Linked DNA regions of Hordeum vulgare: region 1 is linked to region 2. A link is a contact called in public Hi-C data. All regions are on one chromosome and are shown on one strand. The core of a region is the stretch at or near the end of the contact, and the rest is flanking DNA. Distances in the headings are between cores, read along the strand shown. Region 1 holds the start of LOC123426729 (probable serine/threonine-protein kinase At1g01540). Region 2 has its middle 15 kb from the start of LOC123426726.

Evidence for each region. Hi-C and Micro-C count contacts between places; a contact is called where the count stands out from the background.
Region 1: a contact with region 2 is called in a Hi-C map of seedling, with 4 times the contacts expected there. The contact joins the promoter of LOC123426729 here to the enhancer-like site in region 2. A contact is called at or near these places in 2 of 6 Hi-C or Micro-C datasets (leaf and seedling).

What each region holds. Positions count from the first base shown.
Region 1 is chr2H:476,069,159-476,075,903 of MorexV3_pseudomolecules_assembly, reverse strand. It overlaps LOC123426729 (probable serine/threonine-protein kinase At1g01540), which reads right to left and starts at 5,191. Exons shown (of 7, transcript XM_045110603.1): 1 at 3,619-5,191; 2 at 3,191-3,295; 3 at 2,979-3,101; 4 at 2,729-2,899; 5 at 2,520-2,649; 6 at 2,225-2,434; 7 at 1,253-1,725. The coding sequence starts at 4,253. The coding sequence ends at 1,573.
Region 2 is chr2H:475,751,162-475,757,563 of MorexV3_pseudomolecules_assembly, reverse strand. No RefSeq gene overlaps it. Among protein-coding and RNA genes, the nearest start is that of LOC123426726, 15 kb to the right of the region's middle. Within about 2 kb of position 2,588, at least 3 of the 3 cell types and tissues checked have open chromatin away from gene starts, as enhancers often do. A contact at or near this core is called in leaf and seedling, where this site is marked.

The DNA of each region.
Region 1 (6,745 bases), core at 3,942-6,441, 320 kb before region 2:
AAGCTGAAATAAGCTGGAAAAGAACTGACCTGTTTCTGGCAATGAACACCCAAAAAAAGTTGATGAGAATCATTAATAAAGAGCCCCACCTTTTATTTTTTTGCCTGAAAAGAAAAAAAAAACTTTATTCCCATCAATGGCAGCTTACTTTCCGTGCCCCTGACATGATCAACAACTTCCTCTACGTCTCCCGCTTGGCAAACCTTAGAACCCGATTCGCCCACAAAGGGAGGGTTAGAACAGTTGTTACCAAGTGTTCATCATATTAAGAAAGAAAAGGCAGCACCCGCATCCACACCAACAGGCCGATTTCACTGTTTTGATTCTTTTGACATAATTTAGCTTGATCTAATCCCATTTCTGAAAAAAATTCGGATCTACCGTCACTCATTGTGACGATATAGAGGTCGAGTCAACGCAGATGAAATTGTCGGATCAACAGGATTAAACGACGTCGTCTGCATTTGAACGGATGGCGATAGGAAAAAATCAGATTAAAAAAATTATAAACGAGATTAGATTGGACTAAAGTTAGAAAAAGGGTCAACGGGGTGAATTTGGCCACACCGACATTGTCCGTGGCAGCGGCAGCCTAGGTCGATGGCGAACTGTCGGCGGTGGGTGGCCGGGCAAAGCGTCACGGACAGGCACCGAGGCAGGGCACGAGGACAGCGAAGCCGCCTGTGAGATTTTAGGAGAAGCTGAACTCTCGCAGGCCCCATGCACCCGCCACTCCCAGGAAATATATCTCTGGAACGCCATCGTCTAAATAAATCATACTAACTTTTCTTTCTTGCTAATCATCAACCTTGTTTTGTATCTAGCCTGGATCACCTATCCACCTCAAATTCCGTCCATGATTGCCACCTGAACCCTGCCTTTTTCTGTGCACGCACCACACGGCTCCGTTTGGTCACTGAAACCGACAGTGCTCCTTTGAAAACCTGAGTGAGTGTGCAATTGGTTGCCAGTTATCAGGCCAAGCTGGCTTCACTGTCAAAGCATGGCTGAATAATGATAATGTCGTCAGCTGTGAATACTACTACTTTGCTAAACAATGCCAGGCAGGTTAGCCCATGCCACAATCAACCTCTCCTTTTCCTCCTCCAGGTTGAAGCAGCAATTATATGATACTAGTAGAGTACCATGCCATGCAATCCCTGGCTGTCAATCTGAGTATCCAGCCTGAAGAACTGAACCATCACATTCTATGTGAAAGCCAGTAAAGTATATAGGAAATGAATCCCAGGCAAGAAAAGGGAGAAGGAATCATAAGCTCGGCAGCAAGGCGCCACCAACCAGGAGGTCGGCCATAAGCGACGCTCAGCTTTACCCCGGCAAGTATAGCGTCTTTATCATACGGAGGTATATCTTTTACATAAACACGATCCCACGAAACCAACCAAAAAATCCCTATGCCTAGCATAATTAATCCAGTAATGTACAGATGCTATCACGATCTCTCCATAGATGCCTTCCGCACCCGGCTCGACCCATGGAGCAGCAAACGAGCTTGTTTGTAAGTCTACAGCTTCTTCCTTGATCATCCACAAAGGCCCGTTTGCATGATAGCTAGGTCTCTTGATTTCTCCACCTTGAATTGTCGGCTTTTGATTGACCTTTTGGTGTGTCTCTTGGTGTGTCGTTCCCGCTACTATCACCAGGTTCACCCGAAGTTGTTTCCGTCAATTTGGCTTGACCTGGAGCTCTGCCAGCTCGGCGGTCCTGGCAATAAGAGTAACAAAACGTATCACTATAAATAAACACATTTTTTTACTGTATAAACTCTTCTTAAATACAATTTGAACTAATTATGAGGGGGAAAAGTTGTTATTTGGATATTAAAAGGCAAATGGCTGGCTTCATTTACACACATCTTAAACCTTAACAGATTCAAACTGGAAAGAAGATGCTGAAATTCATATTTCGTGTAACAAAGAAAAAATATTTCATGTAACAAAGACAAAAAGTATCAACCCGCCATGACAATGACCAAAAGGGAGCCCCTTCAGCAATAGGCAAAAGAAAATGTATGGTCTAATGATCTAAAGTAAAAGAATGTATGATACTCGAGGTGTTCATCTTGATGTCCTTTCCCCGGCAACAGGAAAAATAATAAGGGGGTAATAAATAAATTGCAAAATTATTCTTGAGATAAATGTTATTAAATGACAGGTACTTTGTTAAAATGAAGATTAAAAGTTGCCATGCCATATTGACTTACATCTCTGTAGGGGAAATCATCAACTTCAAGCATGTGAATCACATGGCCAATCTTTGGCCTCTTGCGAGCTTCAGGGTCTACACATCGCAGAGCCACCAGCAAAGCCTTTTTCAGTGCCCTTGAAGTAGGCTTCTCGGTCATCTTGGGATCCAAAACCCCCTCTGAATTTCGGCTGCTGACCATCGTCTTCAGCCATTCAACGAGATTAACCTGAAAGAGTAATCTGCAGAATTTATAAATGCATTTCACGAGTGCTTAATTTAGCACTGGCTACAAGGAGGCACAGCCTACTAACCTCTCCAGGTGGCCTGTTGTAATCTACTGGTACCCTACCAGATATTATTTCCATAATAAGAATCCCAAAACTATAGACATCACTAGTTTCATTCAGCATGCCGGTGCCTGCATACTCTGGAGCAACATACCTGCAATAACAAGAGATACATAAGCAACTATGTTCATGTTTATCTTACGTGGCGATGTTTTCATAAGTATCATACTTACCCAAATGTCCCCATGACCCTGGTCGTGACATAACTCCTCTCGGAGCCCAAAAGCTTTGCTAGCCCAAAATCAGAAAGCTTAGCGTTCCAATGCTTGTCAAGTAGGATATTGCTTGACTTGACATCACGGTGAACCACCTTTGGCTCAAGTCCCTCGTGCAAATACATTAAACTGCACAACTAGGTAACTGTGTAAGTATTAAGTAGTGGCAAATATACTTTTAGATCATCAGTAACTCACATGCACTTACCCTTTTGCTGATCCGAGAATAATCTTCATTCTTATGTCCCATGTAAGAGGGCTCACAGGACCAACATCACCATGAATCCATTGCTCCAAAGTTCCATTATTGACAAACTCATACACAAGCATCCTGAAAATAATTCATATACAACACATTTTATGTTACAAGGCACCTCATTTGTGGAATACAGCAGCTCAACTTATCACTCAAGGATGTACCTTTGGTTGCCCTCAGCACAGTATCCAAGCAGCCGCACGAGGTTCTTGTGCCGCACCCGCCCGATTGCTTCGACCTCAACCTTGAATTCCCTCTCAGCCTGCCCCCTAACAAACCAAGTATATTACTAAATTCAGCAACACAAAAACCACACGTTACACAAATCACACATTTCAGCCTCTCAAATGGCAGCTTCCACGCTAAGCATGCTAACCAGAAGGAAATGGTAGACTTGGATAATGACTTGTCATTTTTTTTATCAGGTTCTTGCACATTGTCACCATCTGAATTGTCAATATCTCAAGTCAGTTTCAGTGACCCCGTGCACCCATCAAATTATACATCTTGCTTAAACTCAAATCAATTATACGCCAATCAGAAACAAGGTCCTAAATTTGGCTATACTTGAGTTCACGGGAAGCGCTGTTACCTGTTATTCAGCAAATTCTTGACGGCGACCTGTGTGCCGTCCTCGAGAATGCCGTGGTATACGATGCCGTAGCCGCCCTCGCCAATCACCTTCTCGTCGGCGAACATTGCCGTGGCAGCCTCGAGCTCCTTGAGAGTGTACCAGTGGCCCCACCCCAGGTGTGAGACCTCGGGCACACCCGGCTCCGAGCCACCTCCGCGGCTCTCGCCGCTGGCCCCGCGCGACGACGGGCCCCCGCTACGCTGATGGTGGGGCGGCGGCTGCTCCGGGAACGTGATGCGGTGCTCCTTACCGGTCTCGATCTGGATGGACTCCTGCGGGGACGCCTGGAGAATCTGAGCGAGCGGCACCTTGGGCGCGGCGGCGGGGGCCCCCGCCGCCGCGCCGCGAGAGGGCACCTCTTGGATGTCCTTGGGCGGTTTGGTGGGGTTCTTGGGATGGGCACTGGGCGCGACGGTGGCGAGGTGGAGGACGGGGGCGGCGGGGGCGCGGCGTCGGCGGCGACGGCGGTTGGCGAGAAGGCAGAGGAGGGAGAGGAGGACGAGGAGGAGCACGAAGGCGGCGCCGACGCCGATGCCAACGAGCTCCCAGAGGTGGAGGCCGAAGACGACGGTGCTCTGGTCCGAGTCCGACATCGGACCGCGGCGGCAAAGCTCGCTCGCTGGCTCAACCAGGAATGGCGGATCTCCGCAACCACTCTGGTCTGGCTTTCGAGCAGAATTCGGTGCTAAAGAAAGATCGGGTTTGGAACAGAGCAGCCAGCTAAAGCTTGGGTTCGTGCAGAGAATTGGGCGCAGAAAGCAAGGCTGGATTCCCGCAGAGAATGAATGAATGGGCGGGCAATCCAGGCGGCCAAGATTGGGTTTCGCAGAGGATGTTGCAGTGGGAAACGCTGGGGCTTTTGGGGGGAGGAGGGGAATTTAGGACAGGATGGAGTGACGAAGAAGGGTGGATTCGAGGGGCGGCAGGGCCCAAGACGGTGGATTTGGGAGCAATGTGGAAGCAGAGACCAAAGATTAGACGATTGTTTGGGGGGTGAAGGGTGCGGGATGGTTAATTTGTTCTTGATAAAAGATTGGATTGTGGTTGGGAGGAGGGTTTGGGGGAGGGGGAGGGTGGTTGGTGGTGATCTTTAGAGTAACAACAAATCAACGAGGGAATGGAGAGCGAAGGATCAATTATTAGGAGCGGTACTCCCTACTGCTCTCCTACAGACGGTGTGGAAAGAGATGAGTGAGGACTGATGGGTTGCAGGAGGGAAGGAGCGCCAGTGCCAGTGGCTAGTGGGAGGCCGGGAGCTGGGAGCGAGTGGTGACAGGGTGTGCGTGGCTGCTTTTTCTTTGCTTTGGCAATTGCATGCATGGAGGATTAGATTAGGCAAGTCAAGGGTCAAGACCTAATAAAATAAGCAGATCAGGTCAGAAGAGAAGAGGAGCATGGATGGATTGGAGGGTAGGAGAATGATATTTTGGGGGTCCTGGAAAAGGGGGAGGAGCTGGAGAGTGAAGCTGGTGCGAGCTGTCACGCAGGATTGGATTGAAACTGAACCATGAGGGAGAAGAGAACGTCCAATTGGTTGCACTGTATAGGATCTGGGTTTCTTTTCTATATTGTTTCTTACTGTTCATTGGTTTGGAGGCACGCTTCCTTTTCTATTTTTCACGTGATTTTCTCGATTTCACAATACAATTGGCGTCCGATCGGGTTTCTTTTCTATATTGTTTCTTACTGTTGATTGGTTTGGAATGGCTTATCACGACTTGCCGCACGCTTCCTTTTTTATTTTTCATGTGATTTTCGTGATTTCATGAAAAATTGCCGTCCGCTAAGATCAATCTTTTAGGGGTTTGATATTCATCACACATGTGGTATATTTGATATCCGTCCACATATTATGCGTGACATCACGCAAAATATAACATATGAAGATCAATGCGTGTGGGCAAAGTGCAGATATACGACACGTGTTAACGTTATCATATGGGTTCTTTTATTGCAGAGCAATTTGTCAAGATGGGACGACACGGCTTCTCGTGGTTTCATTGATAGAGGTGAGGAAAACTTGACTGGTGTGGGTGTGGGGAGGGTTTTTAGCTTTGACCGTTGGTCGGATTAGATAGCTACCTCGATGTATGCAGGGAACAAATTTTATCCATCCGGGCAGGGGTCTTTTTTCTTCAATTGTTGCTTGAATTAGATAGCTACCCCATCGAATGTAGGAACAACGTGGTTTGACGTGGGGTCGCAACCAAAGGTGAGGTAAGGATGGGATGAAAGTTGGGAGGCCAAAGGATGAAGAATCCGGGTGAAACAAGACGTCACACAAATGTTCCGAGTGATCTCTTTTGTATGCTCGTTCAAGTAGATTGAAATGTACTTCTTTATTTCATCAAAACATCTACTCTACATGCATGCAGTTTTTGTGCATTTCATAGTCTTCTATTTTGTGAAAATATGTCTAGTAAATTTCTGCATATTTCCTATTCGTGTGTTTTTCCTGTTTCCCATTAATGTTCCTCATCCATGTGCTCAAAGCAATGTTTGCATACACATATATGAATTTGTCGCGCAATAGCGTAATTCATGCTTTCCACTTTGACAGGTGGCTTGATGACTGAAACACATTATTCTGGATGAACGGTGGTTTCATGGTTTAAGCGTAACTCTAACAAAGTCGTTGTATCGGCAACCTCTACAATGGGCTGGAGTCTCCTTCACAAGACTTTGTTGGTTGCGAAGAGTTTGTACAAACTCAGAGTCACCATATTTGTGCAGCCTCCATAATTGTCTCTCATATTCTCTTATATTTGTGCATATACACTCTTGATTCTCAAGCTCACGTGATTTAATCCTTCGCCATTCAGCAAGATTTCAAACCATACCACATTCTTCAAGAATCAAATTAAATATAAACATAACATGAAGTTCAATCAAAAGCTATCATCTTTGGCTCAAAATGTGTGAAGAAAAGATGAAGGATCATGAAGAAATTCACATGGCATATACAAATCACATGTCGACGACAAAGCTACCTTCTCACATTTGTGTACCGCCCCCTCCTCCGGTGCATTGGCGCTACGTGGCATCCTAGAGGCCATGATCTCCGCTCACAAGCTCTGCCAACAAT
Region 2 (6,402 bases), core at 1,339-3,838:
AGATGCTATATGTCGTTTCCGGCCTCATTTAAAATGACTAGATAGGTAGATTATTTGTGCTTCACCCCTTGCCATGTAAAAACATTTTAATATTGAACTAAATAATTAAATGTGGAGTTTCATCAATATGCAACTCATTGCATATTGAGCTTCACTTAATGTGTAGTGTTTGTGTGATGTGAATTGACATGCCATGCCTTGCATAATTTAACTGTTCATGCATCATATTAGGGTGTGCATCATGTCGTGCATGTGCTGTGGTGAATATCGTGTGTTGGTTCTTGTTTCCGGTTTGTTTCCGGTTTGTTTCATCTCGATAGTGTTCTGCAAGCGTGTCGGAATGTGAGGATCCGTTCGACTACGTCGGTTCGTGTGCTTCACGAAGTCGTTCTTCTTCCAAGCGGGATCACAGGCAAGATGATCATTTCCCTAGATACCATTACTATCATTGCCATGCTAGTTTTCTCGCTTCTTTCGATATGTCTCGTTGCCTACCACCTGTTAAATATTAGCCTCTCGACATTGCCATGAAACCTTCAACCTTCTATAACCTAGCAAACCACTGATTGGCTATGTTACCGCTTGCTTAACCAATGGATAGTGTTGCTAGTTGCAGGTGAAGTTGCTTCCATATGATAACATGGGTTCCTTGTTATATCACCTTATTAATGTTATTTAATTTAATGCACCTATATATTTGGTAAAAGGTGGAAGGCTCGGCCTTCTAGCCTGGTGCTTTGTTTCACCTTTGCCGCCTTAGTTTTGGCTACCGGTGTTATGTTCCATAAATGAGCGCTCCTAACATGCTTGGGGTTGTTATGAGGACCCCCTAGATTTTTGTTTTGGGATAAAGTTCGTCTGGCAAGGCCCAACATTGATACTATATTTGCCCAACATAATTCTGATAATACTGAAAACATAGGGTGTCATGAACCCGAGGAGTAATTCAACATAATATAGGGGGGCAGTGCTGTTGGTGTTGGTCGAAACTAGAGCCGTTTGCGGGTCCAACCCGGGGCAACTTGGAAGATTTCTATCAGGCCACCGTGTGTTGTGCTTATCCATCGTGTCTTGAGAACGAGATATGCGGCTCCTATCGGGATCGTCCACACGCTGGACGGCCTTGTTGGACTTGTTTTACCTTTCTCGAGCATCTTGTGCACCGGGATTCCGATGATGCTTTGGGCTATCTCAGAGTTCAGGTTTTCCACTAAGGGATCTGAGGAGATGACGAGATTCATGGTCGAGGGTTTCTATGCAACGTGTGGCATTTTGTGATGTACTAGTTGAAGCACCCCTGCAGGATTAAATCTTTCGGAAAGTCGTGCCCGCGGTTATGTGGTAACGGGGAAACTTTGTTTAACATTCGGTTCTAGATAGCTTGACGTTAACTTAATTAAAACTTGTCAACTGAGTGCGTAACCGTGACTGTCTCTTTCGTGAACTCATTCTCCGATCGAAGGCACGGTGGGGTTATGTCTAACGTAAGTAATTCACGTTCGATTATGCATAGATCTTCCCCCTCTTATTTTTGTACTCATAAGTTAGCCACCTCATATAAATGCTTAGTCGCTTGCTGCAGCCTCACCACTTAACCTTACCTCACCCATTAATTTTTGCTAGTCTTGATACCTTTGGAAATGAGATTGTTGAGTCCCCTGTGGCTCATAGATTACTACAACACCAGTTGCAGATACATGTCAAGAGTTACTTTGACGTGAGCACACTGATTGTGCTATTTGGAGTTTCTTCTTCTTCATCATCGATTTAGGATGGGTTTCAGGCCGGCAGACTGGGATAGCAAGGATGGACGTCGTTCTTTTATCGTTTTGTTTTTGTTTTCGTTCGTAGACGGACCCTGCTCTTCTTCAGGATGATTGATTATGTTGTTGTATTAGTATGACTCCGATGTAGCTTGTGGCGAATGTAAGCCAATTCCTTATACTCATCTTTTCAGTACATGTACTTGTAACAATATCCATTCTTGCAAAACGAGAAGATGTGTTTCTATCCCTGTCGAGGCGCTCGCGCCAAAATAACGATAGGACTGCATCTTGGACGTTACATTAAATAACCACACACCAGCCCAGTCTTATCATAAAAAATCTGACAAAACTTACCAAAATTCGTGCAATTACAAACGGACGCCGATCCATGCGTGTGGTCTAGCCGCAAACGTCCAAACGTATGGGCGTTATATTTTCTCAAAATTAATTATTTAAAACATGACTGATCAGTGTTCGTGGACGCGCCCGGATGCACCTGCCGGCGTTGGAGGGTCCGGATTTGAGGGATCGGTGTAGACGCTCTAATAGTGCTTTGGGCTTTGCTACAGCCCCGGTCTCCAATGGCTGTGAAGCCGGGGAATATACGTATTCCTTAATTCTGGTGTATATATATGTGATGAGACATCTCCATCCGCATGTTTATCCATTAGAAAACTAATGCACCATCGACCATGTCATAGTCAAAAGCAAATCCTCCAAATCCAACCACAGCAACAAGGGTAGCTTTCATGGTCTCCTCACTGCTCCCCCATCATTACCCCCTCTTGAATTTTTCTAAGTGCGGAGAGGCACAAACGAAATTAGCAATCCGTGATGGGCCACGGTACAAAATTCATCGCGAGTGGCCAGCCTGCTAGCCACCCTTCCTTGTGGTACAACATGTACAGCTTGATGATAGGATGTGGGTAGTACATGCTGCGACATCATCCAACAGATACATTTTGTGAGGAACCTGTTTGCAGGCGCTTTGCTAGCTCCAAGGATCCATCAGGAGCGTGACGTGAAAACGAGTTGTACGTCAGTACTGGACAAACATGTGCCTGTCTCCACATTATTATGGGCCTCTTATTATGGTCTGTGAAACATCTGGCTGCGACAGCGCGCGTATCAAGGTCGGAATATGCAACTTGAGGCGCCGTACATCACAATGCTGTCCTTGACCTTGTTTTCTCGGAAGAGACAGAATGACACCACACCACAACACAACACTGGCACAGGGTTAAGAGTGATCATATTTCTCTCCGCTACAGAGAATGTGGGCGATGGTTTTCTGAAAGTTCTCCCTTTTCATGCACCGAATATGCCACTTTATGGGTCCTTCACCTTTTCTCGCCTTCTTTCTGCATGTGAGATCACCTTCAACTTTTGGCAAAAACTAATGTGCTCGTGCGGAAACCACGTTCGATGCTTTTTTTAGGCAGCATGTTGGATACTAAGCAATTCCAATCACTTTCTTTCCAAAAGCAACTAGTTAGGACATGTACAACCCATAGCCTTAGAATGATGCCTCGTATGTCATGTAAAATCGAATGTTAGAAAAAATAGGTTTGATTAAAGGAAACAATATTTTTTACGAGAGGCGGGTGTTTAAAAAAAATATAGTCCGATGCAAAAAACTAAAAAAAAATAGAATGAAAAATAGAGTTGCATTTGTAATAGTCTTTATTTCTATTCTTTGATAAGGTCCATCAATAGTAACTTGTATTGGAGAAAATAAATCAATATAGATGTCTCAAGTTACTTTTTGTCATAGAGCATCTGTATCCTTATGTCATCATTGTACATGCCCTTAGCGAGCACTCCTTCAAAAGCCTCCCAACAATCACTCTCACGCGTCGTCACTTAACAAGTTCTCATTCGTCGTCACGTGTCGTACTTTGCGTTTTCTTGAATTTTTTTCCGCACGAGTTTTCAGATTTTTAGATCTTTTTGGGGGGTTATTTTTATGTTTCAATTTTTTATCGGTCTTTTTAGCTTTTTGAAGAAAAATAAGTAATTTTATTTTTGCAAGAAAAACGTGTTTTTTGGTTTTTTTGCGAAATGCATGGTATTCTTTCGCGAGAGGCATGTAAGTGCCTATCGAAAACAAAAAACATGTTTTTATTTGCGAGAGGCATGGTTTTGCTTCCTGAGAGGTAAGTTTTTGTGTTCGTGAGAGGCACGGCCGTACCTTTTGAAAATGAAAAAAACGTGTTTTCTGTTTGTTTTTTCACGAGAGGCACGGTCGTGCCTCTCGGAAATGAAAAAAATATTTTTTTTTACGAGAGACACGATTTTGCTTCCGTGAGCGTGCCTCTTGAAACGAAAAAAAATATGTTTTCTATTTTTATTCTATCGCAAGAGGCACGGTTTTTTCGTTCGTATTTTTATCCGTTTCTCTATGTGAAAAAAATCGTCAAAACCTATCAACATGGGGTTTTAGTTTTGAAGATCTCTTTGCAAGGAACCAAACGGTGAAAATGGTACGATATTTGGACGCATAATTTAAGAGATAAAATGTTTTGGAAATACAGATCTATGAAAAAAAGGGAAAACTCTGTGATTGCAACAAGTGGCATATGGAATGCACCACTTGTCCTAAACAAGGAAGGTGAGAGTGATCCTTAAAAGGAGTACACCTCCATTAATAATTTCGCTTCTTTCTGCATGTTTCTTTTTGGAAAGTGTCGCGTGAAGGTGTCGAGGCTCCTCACAGGTTTCACGAGCGAACGACGTGATCTGGGTCGGCCCGTTAATGATTGCAGCGATTCCGGTTTTCCTAACATTTCCAGATAGTTTTTTCCGGTTTTGGAATCTTCTAGGAGGTTCCAAAACCGGTTTCTTTTTTTATTCTTTTCTGTTTCTTTCTCTTTCATTTTTTGTTTTCATTTTTTCCTTTTCCAATTGTTTGTTTTTATGTTTGGGTTATTTTAACAATTATTCATAAATGTCTAAAAATGTTTTCCTTATCAAAATTATTCATATTTTCATTTTTTTCGGGATTTCAAAAAATATTTACGTTTGCAAAAAATGTTCTTGTTTTAAAACATTGTTAGCCATTTTCCCAAAATGTTCATAATTTTTTAAAAATGTTCTTGGTTTTAATTTTTTTTTAATTTTAAAGCATGTTTGTGTTTCTTTCAAATGTTCAAAAATATAAAAAATGATCACGTTTTCAAACATTTTTATTACATAAAAAATGTTCAGGATTTCAAAAATTGATCTTGTTTTTCAAAAAGAAATTGGAATGTTTTGGTTTTAGATTTCACAAGTTTCGAAAAATGTTCAGAATGTGAAAAAAACATTTCAGTTTTCAAACAAGCATTCACAATTTTTTCAAAAGGTTCTTTTTACTTTTTTTCTGGAGTTTCAAAAAATGTTCCAGTATAAAAGTTTGTTGTCAAATTTCTAAAAATTCTCAGAATGTCTCCGTTTATCACAATTTGCAAAAAAAGTTCAAGTTTTCTGAAATTGTTCATGGTCGTGGTATTCGTCACCCTGTGTGAGGACTAGTTATTCTTCACTCATCTCTATTTTCACACCAATGCATCGTAATTTTACGTTTTGTAAATTTTAATCTTATCTCATACATGAAAAGAGACCGTAAGAAAAAAAATCATCGTAAAAAATATTTTACGTGGCATAAAATTACAAACAGAACATCATGGTGTAAATTATACATAAAATGCGATTTTTCTGATCTTTTGACCTATATTTTTGTTTTTTATGTCAAATTTTACGTACCGGGACAATAGAAATGTAACCATTTGCAATTCAGACGTAAATTATTTATGAAATAATCATAAGATTATCTTGGGTGAGAAATAAGTTATTTTGCACCTTGAATGATGAATAGAGTTTTTACACACACACACACACACACACACACACACATATATATATATATATATATATAGTTACTCTATTAAACATCCAGGGTGAGGAACAAGTTATTCCTCATCCTGGTCAGGACGTAATTTTTTCACATGCATGAGGTAATTTTGCGGCTGTCATTTCCTTCACGGAAGAGAGGATTTCCTTTTTTTGAGGCCATAATCTTACCTTTCCTTTTTATCATGTCGTAATCTTACCTCACTTAGTTTTCTTTCTTACCTTTTGACCGTGGAAGATGGGGTGGGGTAAGAAATAACTATTCCTCACCCAGGGTGACGAATAGCGCGACCCTATATATATAGTTCACACATATTTTAATATCAATGCATCGTATTTTTACATTTTACTATAATTTTATCTTATTTCACACATAAAAAGGAAACGTAAGAAAATATTTTATGTTACGTATATTTATGAACGTAAAATTATAGTGTAAAATGTACATAAAAAAAAGTCTTGTAACCCATAATTTTGTTTTATAAGTTCATTTTTACGTTGTGAATCAATATGTATATAACTATTTGCATATCATATGTAATTTATGTATGAAATAATCGTAAAATTACCTCGGATGAAAATAACTTATTCTGAATCTTGGATGATGAATAGTGTTACTATATATATGTGTGTGTATTTGTCATTAATGCATTGTAATTTTACGTTCCTTAAATTTCGTTTTATTTTATATGTAAAAAGATGTTGTAGAAAAATATAATCAATGTAAAAATATTTTATGTCATGT